Linked DNA regions of Zea mays: all the other regions are linked to region 3. The links are chromatin contacts, called in public Hi-C maps. All regions are on one chromosome and are shown on one strand. The core of a region is the stretch at or near the end of the contact, and the rest is flanking DNA. Distances in the headings are between cores, read along the strand shown. Region 1 has its middle 8.7 kb from the start of LOC103633216. Region 2 holds the start of LOC100280934. Region 3 holds the start of LOC100191562 (putative cytochrome P450 superfamily protein).

What was found. Hi-C and Micro-C count contacts between places; a contact is called where the count stands out from the background.
Region 1: a contact with region 3 is called in a Hi-C map of leaf, with 4 times the contacts expected there. The contact joins the enhancer-like site here to the promoter of LOC100191562 in region 3. A contact is called at or near these places in 5 of 25 Hi-C or Micro-C datasets (bundle sheath, ear, endosperm and 1 more).
Region 2: a Hi-C map of bundle sheath shows a contact between it and region 3, with 4 times the contacts expected there. The contact joins the promoter of LOC100280934 here to the promoter of LOC100191562 in region 3. A contact is called at or near these places in 2 of 25 Hi-C or Micro-C datasets (bundle sheath and ear).

What each region holds. Positions count from the first base shown.
Region 1 is chr1:30,330,538-30,335,319 of Zm-B73-REFERENCE-NAM-5.0, reverse strand. It overlaps the pseudogene LOC109461481. Among protein-coding and RNA genes, the nearest start is that of LOC103633216, 8.7 kb to the right of the region's middle. Within about 2 kb of position 1,954, at least 1 of the 20 cell types and tissues checked has an H3K27ac peak or open chromatin away from gene starts, as enhancers often do. A contact at or near this core is called in leaf, where this site is marked.
Region 2 is chr1:30,729,192-30,734,114 of Zm-B73-REFERENCE-NAM-5.0, reverse strand. LOC100280934 reads right to left here and starts at 1,475. Exons shown (of 4, transcript NM_001153854.2): 1 at 1,053-1,475. The coding sequence starts at 1,125.
Region 3 is chr1:30,520,495-30,524,934 of Zm-B73-REFERENCE-NAM-5.0, reverse strand. It overlaps LOC100191562 (putative cytochrome P450 superfamily protein), which reads left to right and starts at 2,631. Exons shown (of 8, transcript NM_001365501.1): 1 at 2,631-3,135; 2 at 3,309-3,636; 3 at 3,828-3,980. The coding sequence starts at 2,882.

The DNA of each region.
Region 1 (4,782 bases), core at 705-3,204, 190 kb after region 3:
ATATTCTGCTCAAGCTCACAATTAGATACAAGACATAACTCAGATAAGAGCTTGTTCAACTTGCACTATAGTTCATTTGAGTATTTACCTATTATTGATCTCTTGAGTTGAAGCTAGGTTTCAAGTATCTCCTAAGGATTCGTATATGTGAAAACCAGGGATTCTCTTTTTTTTTTGCACTACAATCTGTGACGTTTTAATATTTGATGACTAGTTGTTCATGCATTGCTATTGTATTTGCATATCCCCTAGGTTTAAGAGCATTTCTAACAAGGTGACTCAATGATGTCTCAAATTTAAAATACTACATTTAAAGTGTTCAGGTCGCCAAAAACAAATTGTGCTTCAACATTTAAGCTTTAATCATGTATCTTAGGAAATAAATTATGTTATTAGAAAAAATGTTTAGAATGATGTAGAAAACAAGGATAGAGCCTTACTCCGAAATTTATAAAATAGGGCACTGTGTTGGAGCTGTTTTTACTGAGTTGCTCTATATTTTAAGGTAGGGTACTGATTTAAAGCACGGTTATAGATGCTTTAAATACAATATTTCAAATTTCCACATATTCTTAACATTTAACTGGAGATATCATGTGGAATATATGAATCAAGTATAAATGAAATTAGTCGCATGCAATTCCGGATTCTCATGAGAGATAATAAAAATATGATAATTATTTGCTAAGTTCAATGACCTAAGTCTTTTACTGCGTACTAAAAAATATTCGCTAGTTGAGTAGTTCCCGCATATTCAAAATTATTAGCTAGTTGAGTTGTTCCTGCATACGTCTAATGTCCTACGGCTGTTTATGCGAACTTGTCTGTGAAGACATTGTACATACAGAGAGATTCAGCTGTGTATTATTTGTTGTAGCTTCGAATGCGAGACGTATGGTTGCAGTCATTTTTATTGTAGTTAGTTTATATGATAAGGCGTTCATTCAGCTGTGTATTATCATTTATCCGGGCGATCAAAGCAATGCAGCATTGCGCGCATGTGTTTAGGGGGCGCTTGCATGAAGTCTTGCGTGCGCACTGCATGCGTGTGTGAAGGGACGGAGGACTACATCTTTATTTTGCAGGATAAGATACTTTTTGCTATAGTCTGGTCCTGTTTGGTTCTTCTAGAACTAATCGTTAGCCTCTAAAATTAGATATAGAGGTTTTAAACACTCACAATTGTCAGCTATTTAACAATTAGTTCATTAACTCGTTAACTGGATTAATCTAGCTATTAGCAATTTGTTAGCTGGCTAACTATTAGCTCTTGGTTCCAAACATAGGCCTTAATTTGAGCTTTCTCCTTTGGGTGAGTTTATTCTTAATGCCTCCTTAAATTTCCCTCTTCTCAAAATCAAAAAATGTATTTACTTTCCAGATGTTTTCCCCTCCTTTTCAAATTAAAGATGTTTTGACTTTCCAGATTTTGGTATGCTTGTAGTTAAATCTACACTGTAGATAAAGAAATGTTTGTGGAGAAGTAAAAATCCCTTATTTGGTCGTCATGGTAAATGGCTGCGGTGGACATGTGCAGTCTCTGGCGACTGATGTTCAGTGATCTTGCTGTTCTATTGTTTGTATATTCGTGTCGGATTGTTAATTCTGAGCAGCCATTGTTTGCAAATTTTTTTGGAGGCTTCACCACATCCATTATCAATCAATAACTCGATTTTGCTCTACGAAGGTATATGTCAATTATCAATAACTCGATTTTTTACTGGTTATTAGATAGTCTTGTTGCATTCTGAAGACCACTGATTGCTGCCATTTGTAACTAGTACTGTTAACCAAGGCGCGTAGAAAATTGTTTGTGTGACCTAATTCTACAAAAAAAAAAATTAAACAAAATTTAAAATTTGTTTTAGATTTTGATCAGCGTTGAAATTTACACACGCCATTAGCCCTGTTTGTCTCCTAACTGTGGATCTTGTCTCAACACGGTGAGGCCCTCACTGGACTGTCCAATACAGCCTTTGACGGAAGGTGGTTCGACTCCACCCAGATCCTTTAGTCTGTATTCTGTGATTCAACCGATTTAAATACATAATACGAGATAGTATTGGGGATTTGAATAGAACTGACTCAATAATTAGCTGCTGTATCCAAAACCCTGCCTTCCATGAAAGAGTACTCGACCTGTTGGGTACATTTTGATCATTTACATTTTATTCCATTTTTGTTCCAAAATTGCTTTATTTTAGTTTCTATATTTAGCAATTTATATACTAAAAAGGAATAAAATGAAGGGACTAAACATTAGTCCCTAGAAACCAAACACCCACTATACCCGGTCAACGGGTCCGAGTGGGGGTGTGCTGATACTCGAATATCTATCAGGGTCGTATCGTATGGAAAGGTATAGATTTGAGAAACTCTTTCTCCATTTGGTATGGATAAACTCTTTCTCCATTTGGTATGGATACGAGAAAGTAGAATCTGAACATGATGATTACCCATAGATAATATCTATCTAGTAAAATTATATATGCAACCCAATAGACAATAAGCCCAACAATTAACTCTAACTCTCCCAACCTTTTTAAGCACCCATCCACCCAACCCAAGAGTATAGCCACCAGCCGCTCTGCCCACCTCTTTTGTGTGGTTAAACAATATTTTCTTGTTAGATAACATATTTATTTGTGATGTATTGTTGTTGGGTATCTTGATGTCATATAAAATATAATATGGTCATGCTTTTTATATAAGAATGAGAATTTATTGGGACTCGATACACGAATGAGGATGGGTATGGGTTATGGAGATGGAGATAGCTATAGCTTCATGTGGATGGGTATGAGATATCTAAACCCGGTGTGGAATTCCTCATTGACATTTCTAGTCCCGAGTGAGGCCTAGACATGACCTGCTAGGTTAATAATCTGTCGGGGTGACCCAATGGGCCTAACGGGCTTAAAACAATATATAATGTTCAAATGACAAAAATATGCTATATATACACACACAAGGGTTTAAACCATAGTCGTTAGCTCTAAATACTTATTTACACCTATATAATATAACCGACAAACAAATATGTTTCTTATGTTTTATACTCATCTAGTATACTAGAAAAGAATGCGCCCTACCGAGCGCTAGACAGTCCATGCAAGTATAAAATAAAATACCACCAATATCACAAAAACTTCTTATTGGTTCCAAAGAGTAATGCCACCAATATTTTATTGCGTCTACTGATGAACATGAAGAGACAATTTCAGTAAATGGGACTAAATGTGAGGAACAATAGGGTACATACAAGATTAATTATATTACATAATGTAGTTTTAGCTACCTTTTTTCTTATTAGTCATTACTTATTTTGCTCCCTCTTTCTCGCTCTAAGAGTGCCTCTCTGAACACTTGTTCATTGTTTCAAACCATGGTCCATGAAGTTTATACTGATGGTGAAATGTTGCAGCATGTACAACAAATATCTAGTTCACCAGTTCCCGGTGGCCACTCCACATTTACTATATTAACAGCGGGAGCAACTCCGACACAAGATTAGGCCACGTCATCTTAAATAACGGCAGCCGTCTGATGGAAATCCAACGCTTCATACGAATCTTGAATAGTAAGTGGAGAACATCCAGGAAACATCCAGATTCAGACAGAAGGAAATGGTTTTCCTTGCTTCCTCCGCCCGTGTAGCTGAGCGATACAGTATTGAAGCAAAGCAAATTTCTTTCTTGAAACCTCCTTTTCTCCAATCCCTTCGCACAGGCGACGGACGACTCGGCTACCGCCGCCGCCGCTACGCCAGCTTCCCAGCGACTTCTCCCAGCGACTTCTCAGCATTCAGGTATGCCTATCCTTCGCCTCCTCAAGATGTAGCAAGCATCTTCCCTCCCCTTTGCTTTCTCAAACACATCAGAGCCACAACGCAAGCATACAGGCATTTTTTTTCCCCGAGCGGCATTCATCCTCCGTCTGCCGTCGAGTCCCCTACACCACTGCTAGCATTTTCTAGAGAGCACGGAACAAAATGGTCGTATTCGGTTAGGGTTTAGAGACCACTGTTGGGGTTTTCTGCAATAGATATCTAGCCTATCCCAACTTTATTGGATTATAATCTTTGTTGTTGCTGATGATAAAAACGTTAGATGGATTATAATCTTTGTTGTTGCTGTTAATATACTCCCGCTATTAATATAGTAAATTGCTGTGACAGTAAGGTGTCTTTCTTGCCATTGTTCTATTAGCACACATAATTTCTTGAATAATTTCTTGGGTATGTATTGTAGTTGTACAACAGCCAGGAAATCTCGTATGAGATGTACATTAGGTTTAATTTTATTTTATTCTCTACTGACTTTTGTGTTCGAAATAATTACGTTAGCTTTCACTTCATCTATTTCTTCTGATAATTATGTATTTGGAATTGTTCCGCCTATTAGCCACAAAGATTAGTATACTCTCGAATCTATGACAGCAGAACAAATACAAAAAAAAAGAGGGGAAAAATCAGTTGAGCCCATTGGTTCTTCTGAAATAGATGAACTGAATCAATGCATTCAAAACAATTGGTTCTTCTGAATAATACCACACTTCATTCCAAGTTGTGCCGGTGCCACTGATTACATAGTTGTTGTTTTTTTTTTGAAAAAAAATAAGTAAAAGTAATTTTGCAGTTCTGCTATTTCATAGGAGATTGACAACTTTGGTGACCTTTACTGTAAAATGATATTTATAACCGCGTATAAAAGAAATATGTAAATAATATGTGTCATATTAAATCTGTCTTTCTACTGCACTCTCCCTAGGTTATCAGACACC
Region 2 (4,923 bases), core at 226-2,725, 210 kb before region 3:
ATAACGCGCGTTTGATCACATGCAAATGTATGTACCCTACGTCTACGTGGGAACAAGCATGCAGTGGTTAGATAGCAACGAACGATACGCACAGTTAGGCAGCCATGGCGCCTCTTTCGGCACCATCGTCTGTCATGCCTGCGTGCAGCCGTGCAGGTACTCCACAGAGCATTGGTAGCTGGCTGGCTGCATGTCTGGAGTAGTTGCAGGCTGCAGCTACCAACTACTGCAGGGTTTTGTCCAGGAGACGGGGCAGCCGGGCAGGAGTCGTTGATTTCCACGCATTAATGATTGGGCAATTGCTTCAGGAAAAAAAAGATCGGGCAATTGGCAAGCCGCATGCCCCTGCTAGTGCTAGATTCCCTGACCAACCGGTTTGGTGGATGACCCATGGGCATGGGTCAAAGTCAGCTACTCCTGCTTCGAGCGCAATTTCTACCGTAATCCCCACGTTAAGAATACGACTGCGACATATTGCTGGAGAAATTTCGTTTTCGTGGTTAGCAAAAGCAGAGATCCCAGCAAATCCGTCCAGCTCTTTTAGAATAGCCAAAACTGTGACATCAAGCTTTACACGCCATTTGGAAAAAAAACTAGCAGCCAAGTTCGGTAACTAGTAACTGCCCCCCACGAACGATTGAGCTACGTATGCATGACGTAAGTACCCGAAATTATAAAAAAGCAATGTGCAGAACGCTCAATCGAGAAACCGAGGCGTATGCGGAAAGTGAAACCACTCTCAAAGCGGATTAAATTGGGTAGGCAACTAGACCACTACGGGTTTCAGACAACGATCTTACTCTGAAAAAAAAAGAGGATGGAGGTGTTATCACCTGATAATCTGATCTGGTATGATAGGATCCAGTGTTATTAGGCTGTAATGTTGTAGTATACTCGTACATGCCAATTTTCACGATTCTAAGAGACAGTAACATATGCGTATTCGACGTCCAGTTCCTGAGCTACCAAGAACTCTGAACCCTGGAGCACGAGGTCTGCAAATTTACTAGCAGGGAAAGAAATGGTAGCCACCCAAGATGGACTTGACTTACCCGCCAAGCGGAAGAGGAAGAGCTTCAGGAGCCCCAAGATGGCTGCAGCGTCCTGCCGCCTCCTGATCCCCATGCCGACGCGCTGCGCGGTGCTCGCTGCCACCAAATATGGCTACCAGTGGCGAGGGGAGAGAGAGATCGAAGGCGCTGAGGAAAGCAAGGCGAGAGGGTGGGAGGGCGGGAGACGCACGCAAGGACTCGCGCCGTCGCTGGCTGCAGTGCAGGGTGAGGCTGCGGGCAGAGTCTTTCCGCCTACTGCGTGGAATAGAAGACGGAAAAGCGCGCGGCGACACCGTGCCGGTGGCCCGGCCGTGGGCGTGGCAACGACGCCAAGGCGTTGTACGCGCAGTCGACCCCCTGGTCACCGTGTGTCTTTCGCGCGCGCGTATATCTGGAATCTGCCTGCACGAGCTGTGTGTTCCGTGCAGCCACGCCTGTTTGATTCTCTTTTATAGGTAGGTACTGTCATACTGGTCGCCGGGTTGCTTCAGATGTAGACATGTAATGCTCCCCAGCTCGACCGGCGAAAATGGAACCCAAGGACAGGGATCGCTTGCGTCGGAAATCATGGCGGCAGTGCGCGTCGCGCTTTCGTCTTTGCAGAATCCACGGTGGGGGTTCCGGGAATTATTTGCCCGGCCGGGCCGGGAACAGTCGAGTCGCGAGGTCGTCATGATTTGATGGGCAGTTGTTTTGCTCTCCGAGCCTCAGCAGTCAACCTCTTCCACGCTGTGCAGTTACGTGCGTGCCATACAGCCATAGGCAATTAGGCATGGGGTGTCATAAACATGGTTCTGAGGTGGATATTATGCGCGATTACGCTGTGTCGTCTGGGCAGCCACACGTGTAGTTATCGGCGCTAATTAAGTCGAGGTAATGACAGGAGCGCTAATCAACCATACAACCGCGAGATGAGGAGAGGTGAAGAGGAAGATTCATGCGCCATGTGCCAGGCAGGGTGAGAAGGCCACTGAAAAGTGCGTCTCGCCCGCTGATCACTCCAATGGTCTATGGTCTTATGGACTACTGCTCCTACTAGTATGGTGCCCGTGTGTTACAACGGAACACATACTATTCGTTTAATACTTATTACCTGCCCATATCTATGTTCTTCAAATGAAATGGTAGATTGGTTACCTCGTTTAAACAAGATCTATCCATGTGAGGTAACTGGTGGGAACATACATTATTAATCTATGCAACACCAACTATCTATTATAGTGCCCACTGAAGATTACAACATGGTAGACTGATTACCTCATTTAAACAAAATATTCGTTAAATACTTATTACCTGCGCATATCTAGACGACGTAAATAAGATCTATCTAGTATGGTGCCTATGCGTTGCAATAGAACACAAACCACAAACGGCCTTCTGGTAATTACACGGCAAATCAATCGTGTAGGTTGTAACAGTTACCTCTCGAGGTTGGCCTCAGGAAAGTCATGTCTTCGCCTCTCGCTTATAGTTGGCAACGCGACCCGTGACCGCGTCTCCCGCCCAAGGTTGGCCTCGGACAAGGCGTGCCTGCGTCTCCCGTCCAAGGTTGGCCTTGGGCGAGGCCTGACTGCGTCCCCCGCCCGGAGTTGGTCTTGGGCGAGCCGTGACTGCTTCTCCCGCCCGAGATTGGCCTTGGGCGAGGCGTGGCTGCGTATCCCGCCCGTGGTTGGCCTCGGACGAGGCGTGGCTGCGTGTCCCGTCCAAGGTTGGCCTCGGGCGAGGCCTGACTGCGTCCCCGTCTGGGGTTGGTCTCGGGCGAGCCGTGACTGCGTCTCCCGCCCGAGGTTGGCCTCGGACGAGTCGTGACTGCGTCTCCCGCTCGGTGTTGACCGCGGGGGAGACGTGACTGCGTCACTTGCCCGGGGTTGGCCTCAGGGAGCCGTGGCTGCGTCTCCCGCCCGAGGTTGGCCTCGGACGAGGCGTGCCTGCGTGTCCCGTCCAAGGTTGGCCTCGGGCGAGGCCTAACTACGTCCCTGCCCGGGGTTGGTCTCGGGCGAGCCGTGACTGCGTCACCCGCACGAGGTTGGCCTCGGATGAGTCGTGACTGTGTCTCCCGCTCGGTGTTGACCGCGGGGGAGACATGACTGCGTCACTTGCCCGGGGTTGGCCTCGGGGAGCCGTGGCTGCGTCTCCCGCCCGAGGTTAGCCTCGGACGAGGCGTGCCTGCGTGTCCCGTTCAAGGTTGGCCTCGGGCGAGGCCTAACTGCGTCCCTGCCCGGGGTTGGTCTCGGGCGAGCTGTGACTGCGTCTCCCACACGAGGTTGGCCTCGGATGAGTTGTGACTGCGTCTCCCGCTCGGTGTTGACCGCGGGGGAGGTGTGATTGCGTCACTTGCCCGAGGTTGGCCTTGGGCGAGGCGTGGCTGCGTCTCCCGCCCAGGGTCAACCTCGGGCGAGCCATAACTGCGTCTCTCGTCCGTGGTTGGTCTTAGCCGAGCCATGACTATGTCTCCTGCCCGGGGTCAACCTCGGTCGAGCCGTGACTGCGGATCCTCTCTCGCAAAGGAGAGAGAAAATGTGTCAAGCGGTTGAGTGCTTATTTTGCAAGACGAGATTTGCTGGAAGCGTGAATAGTTGAACATGGTCACACAAAATATATATTGAAAGGGAAATAGGCTTACACCTTTTCCTATATGAATTTTGGTGGTTGAATTGCCCAACACAAATAATTGAACTAACTAGTTTGCTCTAGATTATAAGTTTTACAGGTGCCAAAGGTTCAACACAAACCAATAAAAAGTCCAAGAAAGGGTTCAAATAAAAAGAGCAAAAGACAACCCAAAGGCAGCCCTGGTCTGGCGCACCGGACTGTCTGGTGTGCCACCGGACAGTGTACGGTGCACCACTGGACAGTGTACGGTGCACCATGGAGTTCCACTCCGAACTTGCCACCTTCGGGAATTCGGGGAGGCCGCTCCGCTATAATTCACCGGACTGTCCGGTGCGCCAAGCGGAGCAACGGTCGTCCACGCCAACGGTCGTCTGCAACGCTACAGTGAAACGCTACAGTGCGCGACTGCGCGCGCAGAAGGCGCATCGGACAGTGAATAGTGACTATCCGGTGCACCACCGGACTGTCCGGTGGCCCACATGTCAGAAGCTCCAACGGTCGAACCCTAATGGCCTGGTGACGTGGCTGGCGCACCGGACAATGTCCGGTGGCGCACCGGACTGTCCGGTGCGTCATACGACAGAAGCCTTCACCAACGGTCAACTTGGTGGTTGGGGCTATAAATACCCCCAACCACCACACTTCAATGCATCCAAGTTTTCAGCCATCAAACCTCATACAAGAGCTCTAGACTTCATTCAAAGACACAAACAAGAGATCAAATCCTCTCCCAAGTCTAAAGATCATTCCAATCAAATAGTGACTAGCGAGAGAGACAATTGTGTTCATTTGAGTTCTTGCGCTTGGATCGCTTTTCTTCTTCCTTCTTTCCAACTCAATTGTAATCAAGGCAAGAGACACCAATTGTGTGGTGGTCCTTGTGGGGACTTAGTGTCCCGATTGATTCAGAAGAGAAGCTCACTCGGTCTAGGTGACCGTGTGAGAGAGGGAAAGGGTTGAAAGAGACCCGGTCTTTGTGAACAACTCAACGGGGAGTAGGTTTGCAAGAACCGAACCTCGGTAAAACAAATCATCGTGTCATCCGCCTTATTTGCTCGTGATTTGTTTTCGCCCTCTCTTTCGGACTCGATTATATTTCTAACGCTAACCCCGGCTTGTAGTTGTGCTTAAACTTTATAAATTTCAGATTTGCCTATTCATCCCGCTCTAGGCGACTTTCAATTGGTATCAGAGCCCGATACTTCATTAGATCCTAACCGCTCGAAGTGATGTCGGGAGATCACGCCAAGAAGAAGAT
Region 3 (4,440 bases), core at 1,382-3,881:
ACCGTAGACTGTGTCTTCCTGGGTTATGCACATAACAGTGCAGCTTATAGATTTCTAGTGGTCCATTCCGAGACGAGCGAAGTCGTTGTAAATGTTATAATAGAATCTTGGGATGTACATTCTTTGAGAGCATCTTCCCTATGCGGGATAAGGAAGTAGTAGCCCCAGATGGTCCATCTCGGACATATTCTCTGCCCTCGAGTGTCCATGACCAGACTCCAGATTTGGGGTTAAGGAGGAGTAAGAGACAAAGTACTGAAAAGTCATTGGGTGATGATTATATTATTTATCAAGTGGATGAGGAACCACGCTCCCTCACAGAGGCATATACATCTTCAGATGCAGAGTACTGGAGGGAGGTTGTCTGTAGCGAGGTGGATTCAATCATCTCGAATGAAACTTGGGAGATAACTGATTTCCCAACTGGTTGCAAGCCTGTGGGCTGCAAATGGATCTTTAGGAGAAAGAGGAGACCCGATGGTACTATTGAAAAGTACAATGCCCGTCCTGTGGCTAAGGGTTTTACTCAAAAGAAAGAGGAGGATTATTTTGATACTTATTCTCCCGTGGCTCGATTGCCCACAATTCGTGTGCTTTTGGCGCTGGCTGCTGCTTATAAACTTCATGTTCATCAAATGGATGTAAAGACAACATTTCTAAATGGAGAGCTGGAATAGGAAATTTATATGCAACAACCAGAAGGATTTGTGGTTAAAGAACAAGAGAGCAAAGTGTGTCACTTGATTAAATCCTTATACGGTCTTAAGCAAGCTCCCAGACAATGGCGTGAGAAGTTTAATAATACTCTGACCACTGTCGGGTTTTGTGTAAATGAAGCCGACAAGTGTGTGTATTATCGCTTCTCTGGGGGCAAAGGTGTCATCATGTGTTTATACGTTGATGACATATTGATATTTGGGACCGATTTGGAGGCTATCATGGAGACAAAAGTATTCCTCTCCAAGAACTTTGATATGAAGGACTTGAGTGAAGCTGATGTAATATTGAACATCAACCTAATAAAGGGTGAGGATGGGATTACTTTGTCACAATCCCATTATGTGGAAAAGGTCCGGACTCGCTTTGGACATATGGACTGTAAACCAGTCACCACGCCCTATGATCCATCTTACACACTCAGTAAACATGAAGGCGAGCCTGTGAACCAGCTACTATATTCGCAGATCATCGGATCTCACATGTACCTGAGCAGTGCAACTAGACCAGATATCTCATATGGCATTTATCTAAGTTATATGCTTGTTTTATTCGGAATTAAAATATTTAATATATTTAAATATGAAGGAAGCATGTCACTTATTTCTCTAAAATTACAACAGCTACCACACTGCACAAAAAATAGTGCAGAGCAAGCACTCAAACCCACGTCTCTCTACTCTAGAAATTTGGGGCTAACCAACAGACCACATATACATTAATCTTTAAAATAAACAATAATTATATTTGAAAAAATATCTTAATACATATTTATATGATATATAACAACTATAGCAAAACACGAACAACTTGTTAGTATAAGACTAAGAAGAAACTGCTAATCATATAGGCAAGCAAACTTATTTTTTGATGGTATATATATAAGGAGTAAACTTAGAGATAATGGGTGGTCCAAAGCAAATTCTGTGAACTAAGCTTTCTTGTATTTTTATTACACCGTACCTGATTATAAGCTGTTAACAGATTCAACCTGACCAGCATATTTGATTGGCTCGAGCAATGATTCTCAACCTGCAGCAACCATCGCCCCATCGGGTTGGATGCTGACTGTCGACGAGCCAAATCGTGCGTGGCACGTTCCTAATTTTTAATCTATATCAAATCAAATGTTGATGTTAGTTATAAGTATTAAATAAAATCTAATTTTAAAATTAATTATACAGATATGCAGATATGCACTAAACGGTGTAATATGAATCTAATAAACCTACTATGTATTTAGTTTTATAATTTAACTATATTTAATACTCGTAATAGTCATTCAAACATCTTATATGATACATACTAAACATTGGATGTTTTAATGAATGACCCTAACCTACTCCTTGTGTCGACTAAAATTAATTTTTTTATTAAAGCTCATTTAAATGCACTATAGCTAATAGTTAGTTTGCTAAAAAATATAGTGAAATTAGTTGGCTAACAAATAGCTAGCTAACTATTAGCTAATTTGCTAAAACTAGATAATAGTTTAGCTATTAGATAGACTATTTAGATGTCGTCAGCTAATTATTAGCTCTAGCGCAATCAAACATAGCCTAAGTTTTTGTTTTAAATTTCTAGAGCTAATTATTAATTGACTAATAAGTTGATAGCTAAATTTGCTAGTTAACCATTAGCTAATAAGTAGAAACGACCAAGAGCAATTTGGTTAGCACCACATATTAGCTGGTACGGTTTTAACTGAGTGGAGGTAGCTAACAACTAGTAATAACTATTTAAGAATATAGCTCACAATTAACCGGTCCATTAGTGGACCTGTTATATACCTCTCATAAATTTTAGTTGTTAGAAATTGTTAGTTTTAGAAGTTTGGAATAGGACCTAAATTAAAGGACCCCACAGCTACCTCTGAAAAAACCTATAAGAGCACCACAGAGCTCAGAAGGGGGGACGAAGTGGGGCGCCTAGCTTCTTACTAGTTTTTTTTTTCCTTGCGCAAAGCTTGCACTTGCTGAGAGAGAGGGAGAGAGAAATCCAGAGATAAAGGCGCTTCATTCATTCCCTCTCCTGCTTTCTCTCTCCAACCCATCCGTCCTCTCTCTCCACACATAAAAACCAACGAAGCGGGCGAGTGATCAGGCAGAGGCAGCAGGCAGGAAATAAATTTGAAGAAAGCTAGACCTCTGATCAGCAGGAGCTCATGGGCGCCATGATGGCCTCCATAACCAGCGAGCTCCTCTTCTTCCTTCCCTTCATCCTGCTGGCCCTCCTCGCCTTGTACACCACCACCGTCGCCAAATGCCACGGCACCCACCCGTGGCGCCGTCAGAAGAAGAAGCGGCCCAACCTGCCCCCGGGCGCCCGCGGATGGCCCTTGGTCGGCGAAACTTTCGGCTACCTCCGCGCCCACCCGGCCACCTCCGTGGGCCGCTTCATGGAGCGGCATGTCGCACGGTGCGTCGCCGCCGCCGCTGTCTCTACCTCTGTGCAGACAGCAGACGACATGCATGCACGGTGCAGCGAGCAGCGCGCACCTATCATGCATGGCGCGACATCGATGGAATCAGAATTAGCTCTGAGACCGAGAGCTTGCTTGCTAACGCGGCGACGTCCATGCGTGCATGCAGGTACGGGAAGATATACCGGTCGAGCCTGTTCGGGGAGCGGACGGTGGTGTCGGCGGACGCGGGGCTGAACCGCTACATCCTGCAGAACGAGGGGCGGCTGTTCGAGTGCAGCTACCCGCGCAGCATCGGCGGCATCCTGGGCAAGTGGTCCATGCTGGTGCTCGTGGGCGACGCGCACCGCGAGATGCGCGCTATCTCGCTCAACTTCCTCAGCTCCGTCCGCCTCCGCGCCGTGCTGCTCCCCGAGGTGGAGCGCCACACCCTGCTGGTCCTCCGCTCGTGGCCGCCCTCCGACGGCACCTTCTCCGCCCAGCACGAAGCCAAGAAGGTACGGTACTCATCACCATCCTTCTTCTGACCCTTCAATTTGTCTCCACGCGTAGTACGTACGTGCCACATCAGATCAGTTCTATCTATATATGTGGCTGAATCTATGCAAAGGATCGCCGCTAACAACCGGTGCCCCGGCCGGGATAACAACCGGTGATGGGCGCGCGGCCGGCCGGATGACGAGTGCAGTTCACGTTTAACCTGATGGCGAAGAACATAATGAGCATGGACCCCGGCGAGGAGGAGACGGAGCGGCTGCGGCTGGAGTACATCACCTTCATGAAGGGCGTCGTGTCAGCGCCGCTCAACTTCCCGGGCACGGCCTACTGGAAGGCGCTCAAGGTAGGTCGTCGTCGTCTTCTTCGTCTTCGTTCGTGTATCTCTGACTACATACTACTCTCCCTAGCTGGCAGCTGCTAGTCCCGTACGTGCGCGCGCGTATAATATATGTGTCGACTCTGCAGTCGTCTGCGCGCGGCACACGGATTTTTGTTGCTTCCAAAAATAGGCGGCAACCAACGTTTTCATCAGACGATCGATGCAGCGCACAACAACCACACTACGGCCATGCATCTATCTATATATCTGAATATATGATGCACACGAGCGGAGAGCTAGCTAAAGGGACTAGCTTCTAGGTGTATCTCTCCTGGCCTACTAGCCTGTCAACGTTTTGTTTGGTACTCACACATCTCCCATCAGAAAAACAAAAATACGAAAGCTAGTGCAGAGAGAGGGATAGGTTGTTAAGTTTTTGTTTGGTAGTTTGTGTGTGGGTGGCCTAGCTAAGCTAGGGGCATGG